Linked DNA regions of Sus scrofa: regions 1 and 3 are each linked to region 2. Evidence: chromatin contacts called from public HiChIP or PLAC-seq and promoter capture Hi-C data. All regions are on one chromosome and are shown on one strand. Each heading gives the region's core, a stretch centred on a gene start, on an enhancer-like site or on the middle of the called end of the contact. The rest is flanking DNA. Distances are from core to core; before and after follow the strand shown.

The links. Promoter capture Hi-C pulls out the DNA fragments that hold promoters and counts their contacts. HiChIP or PLAC-seq counts read pairs in DNA pulled down with a chosen protein or histone mark.
Region 1: a contact with region 2 is called in an H3K27ac HiChIP or PLAC-seq map of alveolar macrophages. The contact joins the promoter of NDUFS4 here to the promoter of MOCS2 in region 2. A contact is called at or near these places in 2 of 5 promoter capture datasets (fetal liver and liver), 1 of 47 Hi-C or Micro-C datasets (skeletal muscle) and 2 of 2 datasets of contacts at active chromatin or transcription factors (alveolar macrophages and skeletal muscle).
Region 3: a contact with region 2 is called in a promoter capture Hi-C map of fetal skeletal muscle, with 4 times the contacts expected there. The contact joins the promoter of FST here to the promoter of MOCS2 in region 2. A contact is called at or near these places in 2 of 5 promoter capture datasets (fetal skeletal muscle and liver), 9 of 47 Hi-C or Micro-C datasets (embryonic fibroblasts, epiblast stem cells, fetal skeletal muscle and 5 more) and 1 of 2 datasets of contacts at active chromatin or transcription factors (skeletal muscle).

Annotation. Positions count from the first base shown.
Region 1 is chr16:32,873,008-32,875,707 of Sscrofa11.1, reverse strand. It overlaps NDUFS4 (NADH dehydrogenase [ubiquinone] iron-sulfur protein 4, mitochondrial), which reads right to left and starts at 1,290. Exons shown (of 6, transcript XM_021077055.1): 1 at 1,142-1,290. The coding sequence starts at 1,239.
Region 2 is chr16:32,460,945-32,463,644 of Sscrofa11.1, reverse strand. MOCS2 (molybdenum cofactor synthesis 2) reads left to right here and starts at 1,354. Exons shown (of 7, transcript NM_001244725.1): 1 at 1,354-1,396; 2 at 2,373-2,494.
Region 3 is chr16:32,804,999-32,807,698 of Sscrofa11.1, reverse strand. It overlaps FST (follistatin), which reads right to left and starts at 1,358. Exons shown (of 7, transcript NM_001003662.1): 1 at 1,269-1,358. The coding sequence starts at 1,353.

The DNA of each region.
Region 1 (2,700 bases), core at 41-2,540, 410 kb before region 2:
ACAACCCTATAGTATGTATATCTCTATTACTGCCTGCAAGACTTTATTCATAAACCACTGATCCCATCCAGGACATCATTTTTCCCACCCATCTTCCACTATTTAAAACGCTAATGAAACTTACCTCCAAAAATCCTCTGTAATTAACTCTCTAGTCCTTTCTGTATTACCTCTACAGTTAACATAACACTAAACTAACTAGCATTTCACTGGACCCTCTTTGCAACATTTAACCACTCCCATCCCTCCCTTCACAGCTGTCCACGCAGTCCATCGCTGTTCTAAGCACATATGCGGAAAAGGTGCACTATAAACCTTGGTTTATATTTATACTTTTAAGCTGTAAAAGCAGCAATGAAAAAATAATTCTTCGCAAATAAAACTGCTAGAATGTGTGTGTGTACGTGCGCGCAACGGCGCACACGCTGCTGTGTAGGTACTATAATAAAGACAGAAAAGTTAGGAAAATAAGGAAATAAAGGATTAAGTAATGCAGTTGAAAAAGAAATCACCTTCAAAATGCTTCAAGGCAAATAAATGAGCAACAATCTCTGAATTACGATGGGGCCTTTAAAAATTCTGAATGGGAAACCTCTCAGCCTTTTAAAAATTACCTTCCAGTAATAGCAGCGATAGTTTTACTAACGTTGAATTCCAACTAAGTTTTCTTCCCAAGTAGCCTGATAAATAAAGCAATCTTTAGTTCAGAAACCTAATCAATACCACTTAAAGGCGTGTAAGGGAGGGTGATTTAACCCTCCCGTAAAAACTGAAGTGATGGGCAAACAGGTGAAAAATGGAGGCGTGCGGAAAGTGGGAGAAAAATGAGTGAGACTCCGCCCCTTCTCTGGGGGCTAGGGCTCAGCTTGCAGCTCCGGAGACAATTCCATCCCCACAGCAACAATCCAAAAGTTTCCCAGAAAGCAGAGGTCCTCCTCCCCCTACTCTTCGCAGTTACACCCTCACTCGCCAGGTCAAGCGCCCCTAGATCGCAGCTTGTCCCAAATCCAAACGCGCTCTACCAGGGAAAGGGTCAGCAGAGGACGTTTTCCCCGAGGCCTTCTCCAGGACCCAGCCAGCAGAGACCTCCGCAAAACTGGAGAGACCCGAGAAGCTGGAAGAAGTTTCACAATCCTGTTACCTGGTCGGAACCTTGGAAACAGAAACGGCACCTACAGCCGCTGCCCTTCTCCCCCACAACGCTTGCTTCAGCGCCACTGACATTGACACCGCCGCCATCTTGCTGCAGGCAAACACCAGGACGGATCACCGCAAGGGACAAACTTCCTTCGTTTTCAAGTCGGTGAAACCGTAATGCAACCAAGTGGGATTTTTTGGGTTTATTTTATTCCTGCTTGGTGTTTCGCTAAATACTGGAGTTTGGAAAAGAGGTGAAAGATCTGGTTAAAAGCGATTAGAAGGCAAATGGGCGGAAAAAAAATGAAGAAGTGCATTAAGTGTAAATATCACCTCTATAAAGTAAAATCCTTGTTGTTAGGGCTGGTTATGTACTGGATAATTTAGAGACCAAAAGAAGACGCTTGAAAATTTAAACACCTGCAACTCATAATTTTTTCAAAGGACTCAGAATATTTAGGGCCGAGCCTTCTGGAAGAGCCAGAGGGTTTACTGGGTTCTTGAGAACCTAAAATAGTACTTTTCCAAAGTGTTGCCAGGTTAAGTTTGCAAGCCCCCAGGTTAGAGCTGTATTCAGTTTGATGCTCAGTAGTTGATAGTTGTAATGATCATATTTTCCAAATGAAAAATCTGGCACACGACCTGGCAAAGGATTTTTTTTTTTTTTTGACGTGTCAGTATATATAAAAAAAAAAACTAATGGAAATATTTTTATCACTCATTTCCCAGTAAATCCTAAATGTATGATCAAAATCCACAGTCACCATACATTAAAAAAAAAATTATTTTCTGAGGTTAGTGTTGGAAATATGTTTGTATTGTGAGCTACTGTTAAGAACAATGATTAACTGTGGATTGTAAAACAAAAAGCAGGTGAGTTTGTGGGAGTTGAGACTTGTTTTTCTTTTCACACTGCACCTGCGGCCTATGGAAGTTCCCAGGATAGAGGTGGAATCAGAACTGCAGCTGAGGCCTATGCCAAGCCTCCACAACCTCAGATCCTTAACCCACTAAGCAAAGTCAGAGATAGAACCTGCAGCCACACAGAGACAATTTTGGGTCCTTAACCTGCTGAGCCACAAGGAGAACTCTGAGGCTTTGTTTAAAAACTAGGACATTGGTACTGTTAAAATTAAGCAAATGAAAACATAACCTTTATTGAAAGAATAGGATTAACAGGAGGATGGGGAATGACTTGGTTTTGCATTATGGCCATTTAAAAAAAAAAAAAAAAACTCAATACATAAGGAAAAAGGGGAAAGAAAGAAATTAAGCACCATAGAATCTAAGACCAAAGAGAAAGAAAGCAAAGCCATGTCCAGGGAAAGAGGAAATGCACAGAAAAATGAGGGATGAAATGGCTTAGAAGGAATTTTCTTTTAATATTTTATTTTGAAATAGATTTCATAGGAAGTTGCAAAAAACAGTACAGAGAGCTAGTGTGTACTCTTCACCCAGTTCCCTGCATTGATCACATCTTACGTAACTGGTGTACGGTAACTAAGCCAGGAAACTGATGTTGATATAAACTGTTTGTATGGTCCTACATCTTTCTATCACATG
Region 2 (2,700 bases), core at 105-2,604:
AGGCAGTTTAAAAAAAATATTCTGATGTCACATTTTATTCCATAATCCCACATTTGTTTTTGTTGTGTATTTAAATGGATTAAAATCTCACCTCCAGCTTTTTTTTTTTTTAACCATTAAGTTCCTTAGGACTGAGTTTTAAAGTTTGATTAACGCTCTCAATTGACTGGATTTTTACCCAGGGAGATTTTTAAAGAAGGGCTTTTCATTATTGTATTTTTTTGAACTTTTGCAGATTTAGGAGTGTCAAGCATTGGCCTTTATCAACACTAGTTTGGCTGTATGTAATATTTTGGATCATGAGTTTGTGCTCAGCATTTTTTAGATATTGCACCTCACCATCCTCTGGCATAAGATGTCTCAGACAAGTCTAAGCTCAGTGTTAACATTCGTTTGTTTTACTACCTGGATGTGAACATGTCTTTATTCTTGATGTTTAGCAATTTTTTCCAGAATATACGTTGGTATTTCTCCTGCCATGGGCTACAACTTGATATTTCCAGCCTCATATCCAACTACTTCCTTACACGCCACCCTGCCTCATTATGCTAGTTTATATGCCTCTGGCTTGGTACAGGGTACCTCCCTCTCCCACTCTGCTCTTGGCTGCTGCTCATTACAGCAGATTTAGCTCAAGCATTTCCCTCCAAGAGGACTTGCTGGAGAACACTCCTCAGGTGATGGTTCACTCTCCCCCTCCACGAACATGTACCCCTAGTGTTACATTTGGTGTACTGAGTTACCATCGCTGGCTTATGACTATCTCACCTCCAGAACTGTGAGCTCCAAGGGCCGCCAATTTATATCCACATAACTACGTAATTTAAAAGAGGTCTTGGTAAAAAGTTGGAGACGTTAGATGTAGTGTGCGGACAAATTAAGCAGCTAGTAAACAGGAAAAGTGTAAATTTGATACAGTTCGAATGTCAAGATACGCTGAATGCTTTAAGTCTTTATGAAACAGTAATCATAAACCAGAAGGCAGAGTAGATATAAAACATCAGAACCCTACAGGTGAGTGAACTGAAAAGCCGAACTTGCTTAACTCATTTAGCAGGTATCTACGAAAGTTCGGGGGCTGCTCTCTCGCACCTCGGACTCTCGTCCTATGAGAAAGGCATGAGTTGTCAGCTCTTTTCCCACTTAGCGACACGCATAGCTTTCGCTCAGCACCACTGCCCATCCACAAGAGAACGGATACCAAGCATTTCGCTGGGCGGTCGGCGGCACCAGCGCCACGGGGAGGACAGCGGGGCGGAGCTAGCTCTGCGCATGCCCTGCTAGAGCGGAAGGGGTCAGCAGGTTGCGCCTGCGCACTCTGTAGACTAGGCGCCTCCGCCTCCGCGGCCAGGGTACCAGGCGAGGGTTTCTTGGCGGAATGGTGCCACGGTGCCAGGTAAGGGTGGAGAGCACTTTGAGAAGTGTCTTTCCTTGCTCCTCCCCTCCACAGACCTGGCCCTGCTCAGCCAGACCCCGGCGACTGCCACCGCCGCACTGGCCCCTCCTGGCTTCAGAGGCTTTGTTCTGGCCTTCTCAAGGAAGGTCAAGTCCATTGCGCGAACTCTTGTTGCGTGACGGTGTGGAAGACCAGCTGGTTTCTAAAGGCACCAGCTATCTTTGCCCTTCCTTGTCAGATTGTTCGTTTTTAAGAAATCGAATTTTCAATTAAAAAAGAAATGCACTTAACTAAGCCTTCTATGATGAAATCTGTGTTTTTGCCAACCCTCTGATTATTTGGTAGAGAATAATTTGCTCTGAGTGACAGGTGGGTTATTTTATGTGGTCGGATCCCTTAGATATATCAGGCTGCTTGCATAGGTTTGTCCTAGAAAATAACCAGTTAATCCTGTATTTCAGACCCATCTGCTTTTGTAAATATCAGGGTTTGTATGTTGCATAACTTAATCCTGAACAGCTGGGTTCAGTGTAATGTAGACTGGAATCAAAGGTCACATGACAACCATGAAATATATATCTTGCACTTATTTGGTTACTTATTTTGTGTAATTCATCTAGACTCAGACATTTGTTCATTGCTTAAGTATTTATAAAAGGTGCTGTAATTTTATGTCAGTTAAAGACCTAACTTCATGGTTTCTAAGAAGATATTGTTAGGATTTTAGTTGTGGCACACATACATTTATAGAACTAAAAAGCATCTGGAAATTAGAATTTTACTAAAAACAAAAATTTTTCAAAATTTGAACTTGTAGATATACTGAAATTTTTGTGGGCACTTAATTTTCTCTAACTTATATAAAGTCTATTTGGTTAAAGTAGTAAATAAAACAAACAAACAGAAAAAACCAGTCATGGACAGCTAGGAAAGAACTACGAGTTGTTATAGTTAAAAATATTTTCTTTCTTTTCAGGTTGAAGTGTTGTATTTTGCAAAAAGTGCTGAAATAGCAGGAATTCGCTCAGAGACCATTTCTGTGCCACAAGAAATAAAAGCATTGCAGCTGTGGAATGAGATAGAAACTCGCCATCCTGGGTAGTTAAAATTTTATAGAATGTATATGATTAGCACTTTTAAAATTTAAAAATGTGTGAGTAAATGATAAAAGTAAATTTTGATTTCCATGCTTAATGTCAAGAGGATCATTAGTTGTATTTTTCTGGAGTTACTTTTGAAAAGTTAAGTTCTAATATTTAAAAACACAAGATTTCTTCAGAAAGTTTAAAGATATTTTACTGAAA
Region 3 (2,700 bases), core at 109-2,608, 340 kb before region 2:
GAGCTGCCCCGTGCGGCCTCAAGGCGCAGCCCTCCCGACGGTCCCGTTTTGCAATCCGCCAGATCCAGAGGACGCCCGCGGCCACCGCGATCTTTCGAAATCTCCGAGGGCTGCTTTCCCCGGCGCCCACGTCCCCGGCACCTAGGCAGCGCCTCGCCCCGAAAGGCGGGCAACTCAGAGTGGTGCGTTGCAGACCGCGAGGGGCAGTGCCCGGTGGCCAGTTTACAACACACATAAAATGTTAATGCTAAAGCCAGGAAAGTTACAAGTCCGTCTCAAGAAGAGTGTAGGGGGAAAAAACCCAACCAACCAAGTAAATAATAATAATAAAGGGGGGAGGGGCTTCCACCGTCTCATGGTAATACATATCTCATACCTACCAAGAAATCTTTGCAAGTAATTCCCCCCCCCCTCCTCCTTTTTAATGTTCGGATTTGGTCAGAAAGACCTCTCGGGAATCATCCCTATAATCTTAACAATATATTGAACAGCAAGCTGCTTTTATGATTTTAAAAAAGTCTGCCCAAAGACTAGCAGAAATAAATAAATCTAATTAAAAAAATACTTTGCTCTTACTGCATCTCAGAATTTAAATCAATTGTGGGCTTTTCACTGTTCTACAGAAAGTTAACATGAGGAATGAGGCAAAGAAAAAAAATTGTAAACTACTGAAAACAGTCAGGGGTATTTTTTTTTTTTTTTTTTTTTTTGCGGGTTTGGGGGAGGGTGTTGGAAGAAGCATCCACTAGGCAGAAAGCTACTTCCCTCTAAAATTTTCGGCACCCACATTTCCAAGTTTGGGCAAAGTTTCTGAAACCACGTCCCTCAGCCACCGAAGAAATTTCAGTATCCCCCTCCCCAATGCAGTCATTTTTTAAAGTATCCAAAAGATGTAGGAGGTAGAGAGGTAGACTGTAAGTGGGTCGACAGAAATCTCCAGGCTACTGATGCTTTTCCCCTTCTTCAGAGCCAAACAGGGGAGATAACATCTAAACTCATTATGTCCAGAACTTGGAGCATCTAACCCTAACTACTGAGACAGACTCCAGCTCACTCCCTTTCCTTTTAAAGGATCGCCCCGCTCCAAACTCGGCTCCCAGTCCTAAAGTGTCACTGCCTTCAATTTTCCCACTCCTCTCCATCCCGGACTTCCTAAGTTGGTCCAACATCTAAGAGCAGCGCGGCTCAGAACAGACCCAGTGGAGACGACTGAAAAGTACAAACCCCTGTCGCCTGCCGAGCCTCCCAGCGCATCCCCCTTCTCTTACCCTGGGCGCTGCGGTCCTCCATGAACTGGCAGAGCAGCAGCAGCAGGAGGCATAGCCCGCCGGGCTGGTGCTTGGGACGGACCATTCTGGGGTCAGGCGCGGGACGAGGAGCGCGACGGTGCGGGGAGCAGGCGCGGCGGCGAGTGGTTCCGGCGAGCGGCGCGCGTCGCAGAGGCGAGCGGCGGAGGGCGCAGCGATCCCGGCGCAACCCCGCGCTCGCCGCCGGCCGCCCGCGCGATTCAATGGACGTCAGAAGCCGGGCGCAGCCGCGCTTTAAATCTAGACGGGGGTCTCCGCGGTTTGCGGTGGGCGGTCTCCCAGTGTGTGGGGCAGTGGGAGGGCGGCCTCGAGCGAGGGTGTGCGCGGCTCCTTGGGGGTGGGGAGCTTTTAAAAGTTCAGTGTGAATCAGGTGACATTTCCCACCTTCTGGAAACCCTTCCCAATTATCTGGTGGAGGTGCCCGAAATCAAAGCGGCAGGAGGGTATCGCCGAGTTCTTATTTGCGTAGGAGCGAGAGGGAGGGGGCAGGCGACCGGGACGGGAGGGGGGTGAGGGCGACGCTTCGGGGGTGGGGAGTGGGGAAGAACACCCACTTCAAGTCCTGCACGCCGCCGCTCGCAGGCAGCGCCGGCGCGCCTGGGACGGCGTGTGTGTGTGTGTGTGTGTGTGTGTGTGTTCGTTCATGGTGGTGTGTGAGTGTGTGCGTTGGGGGGGGGCATGGTGGGCTGGGGGTGGCGGCTGGCGGAGCAGAGCGGGGCGGGAATTGGTCTTCGCATCGCCGCTCCGCTCCAAGAAGACTTTTGCAAATGCCCGGCGATCCCCGAGCTGCTGAAACACCCCACTCCGGGTCTGTCGCTGGTGTTTAGGCCCCTGTAACCTAGCGCGGGACACCGCGATGTTTTGTGTCTGGGTCTGCGCGTGCCGAGTTCTTCGGCCACCTCGAGCCAGAGTTGTGGCTGGGAATCCCAGCCCCGGCACCTTCCACCCCGGCTGAGCCCGCCGAGACGCAGCCCTCGGTCTCGACGAGTCAGAAGCAAACAAAAATGTTTAACACCTCAGGCCCGGTCTCCCCCCAGTCTCAGTCTCACCCTCTCCATTTCTTTTCTACCCTTTCACTCCGCCGCGTATGGAGTTGGAGCCCGGAGCTGGGGCGCCGACGTAGGCGGTCTGCTGCTCCCCCCCACCCCCCGCCCCGGCTCCGAGACTCCCCAGTTTCTGTCCTGTATGTCTCGGTCTGTCTCCCAGTCTCCTTCTCGGCCTCTCTCTCTCTCTCTGTCTCTCTCGGTTCGCGGAATAAAAAAGATTGCAACATCGATAATGAACTTCTGTAGCCTCAGTTTATTAAGCACAGTGGCTGGCATTCTTCGCTGAAAGTTGGCGGGTCTCTCATTTATAACATTTTTGGCACCGCTGAATGAAACTGAGGAGGCGA